Regions from separate parts of the Danio rerio genome. Here regions 2 and 3 are each linked to region 1. A link is a contact called in public Hi-C and HiChIP or PLAC-seq data. All regions are on one chromosome and are shown on one strand. Each heading gives the region's core, a stretch centred on a gene start, on an enhancer-like site or on the middle of the called end of the contact. The rest is flanking DNA. Distances are from core to core; before and after follow the strand shown.

What was found. Hi-C and Micro-C count contacts between places; a contact is called where the count stands out from the background. HiChIP or PLAC-seq counts read pairs in DNA pulled down with a chosen protein or histone mark.
Region 2: a Hi-C map of an unstated tissue shows a contact between it and region 1, with 4 times the contacts expected there. The contact joins the promoter of fam114a2 here to the promoter of uimc1 in region 1. A contact is called at or near these places in 1 of 18 Hi-C or Micro-C datasets (an unstated tissue) and 2 of 4 datasets of contacts at active chromatin or transcription factors (embryo and gastrula embryo).
Region 3: a contact with region 1 is called in an H3K4me3 HiChIP or PLAC-seq map of gastrula embryo, with 7 times the contacts expected there. The contact joins the promoter of nsd1b here to the promoter of uimc1 in region 1. A contact is called at or near these places in 1 of 18 Hi-C or Micro-C datasets (embryo) and 3 of 4 datasets of contacts at active chromatin or transcription factors (caudal fin, embryo and gastrula embryo).

Annotation. Positions count from the first base shown.
Region 1 is chr21:40,751,481-40,754,400 of GRCz12tu, forward strand. It overlaps uimc1 (ubiquitin interaction motif containing 1), which reads right to left and starts at 1,368. Exons shown (of 18, transcript XM_003200891.7): 1 at 1,040-1,368. The coding sequence starts at 1,147. znf346 (zinc finger protein 346) reads left to right here and starts at 2,325. Exons shown (of 7, transcript NM_001081749.1): 1 at 2,325-2,448; 2 at 2,819-2,920. The coding sequence starts at 2,328.
Region 2 is chr21:41,096,098-41,099,017 of GRCz12tu, forward strand. It overlaps fam114a2 (family with sequence similarity 114 member A2), which reads right to left and starts at 1,541. Exons shown (of 14, transcript XM_073935473.1): 1 at 1,434-1,541; 2 at 873-1,104. The coding sequence starts at 1,085. pgrmc1 (progesterone receptor membrane component 1) reads left to right here and starts at 2,840. Exons shown (of 3, transcript NM_001007392.1): 1 at 2,840-2,920. The coding sequence starts at 2,849.
Region 3 is chr21:41,013,597-41,016,516 of GRCz12tu, forward strand. It overlaps nsd1b (nuclear receptor binding SET domain protein 1b), which reads left to right and starts at 1,464. Exons shown (of 23, transcript XM_073935469.1): 1 at 1,464-1,565; 2 at 1,692-1,822.

The sequences.
Region 1 (2,920 bases), core at 118-2,617:
AAAAATACACAATACGCACATAGATATTGTGTCAATATTAACTTTTACTTTCGATGCGATTAATCTTTGCCCATGCAACACTACTAAAATTAAATAGACTCGGAGGCTTTAAGGCATGTGTTTTAGAATTCAAGTCTATGTTCGATAATCCCACAATTTAATCATTTATTTATTAACAATATTAACAGAGTTTAAGGTTAAGTGACCTAATTTTGTGTTTCTGTAAAATGGATTGCCCAGGAATGTATCGTCACCTTAATTATAATGTTCTATCTAACCCACAGGTGTCAAACTCCATTCCAAAAGGGCCGCAGCTCTGCACAGTTTAGTTCCAACCCTAATTAAACACACCTGATCAAACTAATTGAGTCCTTCAGGCTTGTTTGAAACCTACAGGTAAGTGTGTTGGAGCAGGGTTGGAACTAAACTGTGCAGGGCTTCGGCCCTCCAGGAATTGAGTTTGACACCCCTGATCTAACCTATATCTTATTATGACAACTTATTTACATCATGTGATGTTTACATTTTAAGACTTTTTATTTAAGAAAAAGTTTTTAACAAAGCTGAACTCGGGCTGCACGGTGGTGCAGTGGGTAGCACGTTCACGTCACAGCAAGAAGGTCGCTGGTTCAAGCCTCGGCTGAATTCTTAATCCAGGCCTGCCTCCAGCAATACAGAAACTTACAATAGATAAATACATTTTCTGAAGTCTTTCCGATTATAAGCTTAAATCATTTAACCAATAGTTTGAGTATGAGTTTAGGGGTGACTGTTTAGCAAAACAATGACAAAAGGGCAAATGTTTGGAAAACCTGTTTAATAATTGTGCAATTGTGCGTAGTGACGATACTGGAGAGTAATTAGCATAACACTGTCAATGCTTTGTATGAGATTCTGACTTTGAAATTTAGCAGAAAGAACTTTTACCATGGTAATTTTTTGGACTGCTTATTGTTTATCCCGATTTACCCACCCAGAATGCTATAAACGAACTCAAACAGACATTGTGTTGTTGTCTGCTGCGTGTATAGTAACTCACCTCTTCATGATCAGAATCAGAAATGACCAGGGGCTCCTCATTGAGCTCCACTCGGCTGACTTTGGCTCTTCTTCCGCCTTCATCCCCTGTGCGCTTCCGGCGGGGCATCCTGCGCCTTCAACAACATTAATTCTCTCTCTCTGCTCACTCCTAGACGCGCTCTCCGAGACTCTGCTCCAGCTTAACCACCCATGAACTTTTACCAAACACATTCAGTGTTCATATTCGGCATTTCGGTGTTGGTTCGCTTAGTAAAAGGCTTCAGAAATAAGGATTTCGATTCGAAGCTATTTTCGCAAGCGGTTGTCAGGTCACGTGACATGAGGGACAAGGAAAAATGTTACGTCATAGCCGACAGCGCGCGCAAAATCAAGAGAAGTTTCGAGTCATTAGAGTAAACCGGGTTGTTTTCAATGAACCGGTTCAATTCAGTTCAATTCAATGATTCGTTCATTCACACTAGGATGTCGAAACAATTTTATAAAAGTAAAAGAAAAGTTTTAGACGTTCAAACACACGTAAATCAGAAAAAGGATGCGATGTCAACTACATAAAATTAATGTAATTAAAATTAAAGAACATCATACACATAATCAAATTATTTAATAGATCATTTTGGGGCTTTATTTTGGTTGGAAATGGTCAGTTTTAAGTAATTAATCTGTTTTTAAACAGACTATATAAATTTTAGTTATTGCTAACAACGATAACTAAGAATTACAAACTTTTCTTTTAGAAATATGATTCTTAGAAACGTTATTGGTATATTAAGCGAGGTTTATTAGGGACATGATGCTATTAATTCTATATTTTATTTTTAATTTCAACCGATGGATTCAGACCAACTCACAGATAGATTCGAGTCCTGCTCAAATGATTCACTGATAGAGTTGACTTTATAAAACGATTCAATCATCATCTACAAACGGTCACTCTACAGTCAAGCACACGACCAGTTTAAACATTTTAGATAAAAACAAACACAAATATGTGTTGAATGAAGAATATAAATACAAATATGAATAATTCCTTGTGAATAAACAGCTATTTTAAAGTGGAAAGCAACGGTTACTAAGTACTAAATTAACAGCCAGCACTAAGTCAGAAAATAAGATTTAAATAGTAAAACAAACATGAGTACTTTAAATAAATTCGAATATATATATATATATATATATATATATATATATATATATATATATATATATATATATATATATATATATATATATATATATATATATATATATAAATATTAAATTAAATGAAAACAGTTGGTTTGTACAGCATGGAGAGGCTTGTTCAGCGCATGTATTGTCTGGGCATGCGCGATCCGCCTCCTGCAAACATCATGGCGCAGCAAGAACCAAATGGAGATTTTCCATATTTACCTTCAGGGGCGGCCGAGGGTAAGAAATCGCTAACATTCATTCATAATAAACAGCCTTATGTTCGATACATTGTTTACAAGCAAAACAAGATACTTATGGCCACAATGTACAGCACGTGAGCGAGTAAATCAGCGTAAAGCATGGCAACGTTAGCCTAGCTCTGTCTCCCGGTGCTCCAGCACTGCTGCTTTAGTGTCTGTGAAGAACAGTGTATCCAAGGTCGATGTAAGACACGCTCTCAAATTAGCGATTAAACGCAAGGAAAGTGTTTCAGGTTTAAATCTAGCGTAGCGTACTTTGCCGCCAAAACGTTGTGTTTGTGTTTCTTGGATTTGATCATGAAAAGCCTCTTTGTAGTAACTGTGTGCAATGCTGACATGTCTTTCAGTGAACCGAATGATAAAGGAGAACAGCGACTTGTTCTCCGATTCTCAATGTAAAGTGTGTAGCGCCGTCTTAATCTCAGAATCCCAGAAACTTGCACATTACC
Region 2 (2,920 bases), core at 291-2,790, 340 kb after region 1:
GAATGCAACAGGTCTCAATCAAGAAAAGGTTTGGAGCGCATTTTTGATGCATAAGAAGTTAAAATTTATACCTATAAATCCATTACTTACTAAAAGGAAATAGTTCTATAAACTACTGTTTATTGCAATAAGTAAATTACAAGATGTTACATTATTTAAAATTCATGTTAAAAATAGCCTTTTTAAGTTTTTTATTTATTTATCTAATATTACCAGCCATGTTTTGGTGAACTTGCAATATTATCAAAAACAGAACTTTTAGTTGTTCTTATACTGTATGTAAAAAGGCTTAAATACATGCAGTAGCTGCTGTATATATAACTCTGGTGTGCAAGTGCATCTTCCTCTGCATGTAAAACCATAAACAAACATTTGCGATCACTTCATGAGATCGACCAGATCAGCGAGTGCCAATCGAGTCATTAAATGTGTTTATCAGCTGATACCGATCTCCAACCGATCAATCAGAGCATCGCTGGTCTTCAGTCATGCTTTTACATAATTTTAAATAATTTTTATTTTAAAAAAGACTAATTGGTGATCTATGAAAAAAAGTAAAATCGCTAACATTTTTACTGGAAAAGATAGGAAAGATAATAGGAAGACAATAGGAAATTAATGGGGAAAATAAAATACTAATAACATAAACATGTATAATTTTGTTAGACTAGAAAAGTCAATGGACAACAAGAGGATTTTGGGTTCAACCACTGATCTAGTGCCAGAAAATCCACTCAAAATGCCAAATTTTACTAAGTAATTACCACCAAAACAAAATACAGTATGTTTCTTTTTATAATCTGAGGAATACCAGAAGATTACTAATATTAAGAAATATTAATATTATCAGTTTCCACATGGTGAAAGCGTACATCTGAAGCACTCGTTGTTGTTGTTGTCTGCTGTGTCTCGGGGTTCTCCTGCTCTTCTGCTGGAAGTTTCTGCTCAGGTCTTCTCCTGGTTTTTCGGGTTGGTGCTACATCAGATCCATCAGTCTCATCTCTGTGAGGTGGTGCTGCCGCTGTGGGCTCCTGGTCCACTGATTTCTCTGTTTGGTCACTTGAGGAGTCTTCGTTATCAGACATTTTAACACATAGCAGTCTTCTGAAATAGACAAATAAATGCCTTAACACTTACATTAAGAGAAAAGGGTTGCTTCATGATACATTATTGTGTACAAAACTGCCTTCAATACAGCACAAATTTACACAGCCTGCATCACACATTAAACTAAAGATTTAAATGTTAGGCACAATCCACACGAACAGCTGTTATATTTGATGCTGAAGTGCATCCTAGCCATTTACTTTACATGTCTGCCACAGTAGCACGCTAAGCTAACTTATATTATCATTAGTCGAATTCCAGCAAGCTGAGCGCTATAAATGTCATTTGACAGAAGACGATAATATTAAACTGTATAAAATACGGACATGACATACTCAACCTTCTGCTCTGTTTCTCTTCTGTGTATGCGGCCACGTCACTGGACTTTAGCACTGATGTGTTTTGTTTTTCCCGTTGCTCTTCTCTCCTCCATTGAGGAATGAAACAATCCCTAACATTTTATCCCGCCACCTGCTGTCTGGAGGACGAACTCGTGTGTTCCTGTCGGTTCCTGCATAACTAGAGAGGCTGCCAGGCCACAGTTCTGGGACCAAAATTCCAGAAGGTCCCGTTATTACACCAAAGAAAATTGTTTGCTGTTTGTTTAAGCTACTTACTTAATATGATCTGAAGCAACACAATCTTTGAGTTCTTTGGAACAACTTAATTTTTTCTTATTCCATCCACTTCAATTTGTAAAAAAAAAAAAAAACAACTAAGGTAACTTAATTTCTTCATGTTGTCTCAACACAAACCGATTGTGTGGCCCCAACCCAACCCTCCACTAAACCTAACCACCATCCCCTCTACTGGACGTATCAGGAACAACGGGTCCTGGAAATGGGATAGGATATTTCCCAGAAACATTTTGATAACATTTTACAATGTTATACATGATACATTATTAGTATTAATATTGTATTGATACATTACAGTATTATACAATAATACATATTGTCACAATTAATATAACAACATTATTTATAGCCACAGTTAGTTATATTATTTTAAAAGAGTGGTCTCAAACTCATTTCCTGGAGGGCCGTAGATCTGCATAGTTTAAACCCATTCACCTCACTTTCATCTCTTTAATAGTCTTGAACAGACACTTCGATTAGTTGGATCAGTGTTTGATTAGGGTTGAAAGAAAATTTCCTTGTTTAACATTAATTAAATCCTCATATAGATTATTAAAAGTCTTTATGGTACTTAAACAGTCAACACATAACTAAAGTAATTCATAAATACAGAACTTTAAGATTAAGTGCATGACAGGATATGACAGGATAATAAATGTTGCCATGAAACAGAATAAATATATATATATATATATATATATATATATATATATATATATATATATATATATATATATATATATATTTTTTTTTTTTTTTTTTTTTTTTTTTACTTTTAAACTTAAAGTTTAACACAGTTAAACAATAAATTGCATAAATTGGTTGTCATGATATAAAGATAAAAGGGGGTGTCTGAAAGGAACTTAATGCGGTTTACAGTCATTGGGTTTTATTAGACGTTTTTAAATAAATACTCAAATGCAAATGTAAATATATATAACAGCTAACTTCAACCCCATCGCAAAAACTACACACCCCAGAACATCCACCTCGACTCTGATTGGCTGGCGCCTCACCATTGTGTGTTTTTGGCTTCTGTGATTGGTGCACAGCTGCAGTCGACGTCGAGCCTCGATGTTCTCACGCACAGTATCAGAATCGAAATGGCTGAAGAAGCAGTCGAGCAAACTTCTGGAATCCTTCAGGAAATTTTCACGTCGCCACTGAACATCAGT
Region 3 (2,920 bases), core at 214-2,713, 260 kb after region 1:
TATATGAATGTTCATCTGATGTACAATACAGTTTGCAAAGTATTTTTTTCTGTCTTTTAGTAGATATATTGTATGAGGGACTTGCTTTGTTTACCAAATAAAGTGGATCTAATTGAATTTGCATTTTAAATATTAAATAAAAGTTAAAAAGATAATATTAAATATTTCACATGTTAAGGTTTTAGTTATGATACTCCCAAAATAATTCCACAGAAATCCGCAGATTTTTACCAAAATTATCCGCAGAAATAGCAAAAAACGTCCGCAAATTCCGTGTACTTTTCCTGCTGTAACTTAGCCTACCCCGGGTGTGTTTTTTTCTGTCAGGTGCGGCGCTGTTCAGGCGAAGCAGAAAACAGCAACAGCAGGCCCACAGACAGCTCTGAAACACTTTCTCTCTCAGCTCAACGCCAGTGTTGACATCTTTCGCAGATTTCCCTTAAAGATGACAGAGAGAAACATCTTTAACTGCGTCGAGTGGATACGACGGCAGTCCCCAAGCCCTGAACACGCCATCCCCTAAAATATCCCTAACCGGACGATGAACAGTTTTGAGTTATGCAGGATTTGAAACAGACATGTTGCAAACTACCCCAAATACATGTTATCGCTGCCACTTATTGAAATGGGATAAAAATATATCTGTTCGTCGCTTTAAATCGCTCAAATGCCAAACTCGCACGACATTAATCCTTGGCACAGTCGTCGGCATAATGTCCGACTCCTCCATTTTCTCTCACCAGAATTGTTTTATTAACGGCAGAAGCAGGAAATCAAACCCGCGGTGTATTTGTTCACACGCCCAAATATAACCTGAATGAACAGATTCGATGCCATTTTATGAAGATGTGACTTAATGAGACGGAGAAGCCGCGTTGCTGGCGATGTTTGTGCCTTGTTTATTACGCACATCCTCTTCTAATACATATATATATAACGTTACACGAATTTGCCATTATTCATGGAGTAACACTGCAGAACGCATAGAACACGTTGAGCGCGAGGCATGTTATCATTAACACAATGTAAAAAGCGTCGTTGAAAGGCGAGCTACAACTTCTTGGATGTATAAAGGCTTACTTCAAAATCGAAATTTAACACTTTGTGGCCTGTGCCAGCACACGGCAGACTCCATCTTGAATAACAAGAGCGCTGAACTTACAATCAAAACGCGTATTTAAATAATGTTCCTAATGTTTGTGTTAAACACTTATGTTTGTTTCAGAATTTTCTGTCATATCACTTCAATGAAACATGCTGTCAATTAATAGCAGAAACGTCAACCCGTTATAAAAGCGCGTATAACTGGGGAAAATGTTGAAAAGACGTTGAAATGTTCGATTAAAAATGCATTTGAGCGTTTATTGGGATGTGTTTTGGGGATAAAGTGAAGCACAGGAGTTGAGGAGAGCTCCTCTCACAGGGGGCTGGGTTGCTGTGCCGATTGGCTGCTGTTCATAGACACATACAGTCACGGGCTTGAAACAGAACCAGGAGCAGGTCGACAGCAAGGAAAGCATAATCACTGAAAATGAAAAGTACAACGTCCGTATCGTAAAGCGGAGGTACGCTGTGACTCAGACACCGCGCACTGGGAAGCCTGCTCTCTGCGTGAGTGTTATAATGCATGTCTTTGCTGTGTTTTTATATTGTAGGGCTGGAGAGTGATGGTAGCGTGAATGTGTTCTCAGGTTCTCTGGCCTACTACTGCAGCTGCGGCTGGGATTTTCTTGATCCACTTTCACAATTTGGGAAAAGGGGTCATTTCACGCGCACAAACGAAGTGGTTTCAGTATGAATGACACTTGTCAACATGCAAATGGTAAGATTTCAGCGGTGTTTCCTTGAGTATAACATTCTGTTTGTTTTTTTGTCTTTTAAACGAAAAGACAGGCGTAACCCTGTGTGAACTCGCATATTTACCCGGAGATACATAGTATTAAAATACAAAGATATACATATTAATGAGATTAGCACGCGTGGCAATGAACCCAGCGCTAGGGGTTGCACATGTATGTCATTGCCGAATCTTATACTACTACTTCGTGTGAATTGTGTGTGTGTGTGTCAGAGTTCATGCTTGGCTCTGTCATATATGTGCGCCGCTTTCATTGCTGCGTCCCTATGTTTTGGAGTATGCTCGAAATGGCTCTCCATACTGGCCCTACTACTGTAAACCCGTCCGAACCTACAGTCGTGCTGAAAACTTTGAGGAATTTAGTTTAATTTTGTGTAAAAATCAGATACATCAATACATTTTCAATTTAATATCTAGATTGTATTTATATAAAAAAATATATAGACAAATACAATTTGTAGCTTTTCTTTTATAAAATAGTTCACAAATGTATCTTTTCAAATATAAATGTCAAGATCACCAGATATACAGAGAGTAAGTTTAGTGGGTGTTTTAAATAATGGGATTACACAGTGCAAAAAAAGCTTTTCTTACTTAAATTTTCTTGTCTTATTTTTAGTCCAAATATCTGAAAATTCCTTAATCAAGAAGAATTTTCTTGACAAGCAAAACCTATTGCCTTTTTTTCAGGAATAACAGCCCAAATTAAGTGAGTTTTTCCTCAAAACAAGCAAAATGATCTGCCAATGGGGTAAGCAAAATAATCTTATGTCAAAGAAAAAGATATATTTTGCTTACTCCATTGTCTGATTATTTTGCTTGTTTTATGGAAAAACTCGCTTAATATTGGCATATTATTATTAGACAATATGTTTTGCTTTCCTAGAAAATTCTTCTTGATTTAAGAATTTTTGAATATTTGGACTAAAAACAAGACAAAAATCTAAGTAAGAAAAGCATTTTTTTTTTGCAGTGCAATCAGGTTGGATATTTACTTGTTGTTTGGCAGATTGGAAAAGGATATTATATTATATAATTCTGGATTTTTTAAATTTTTTATTT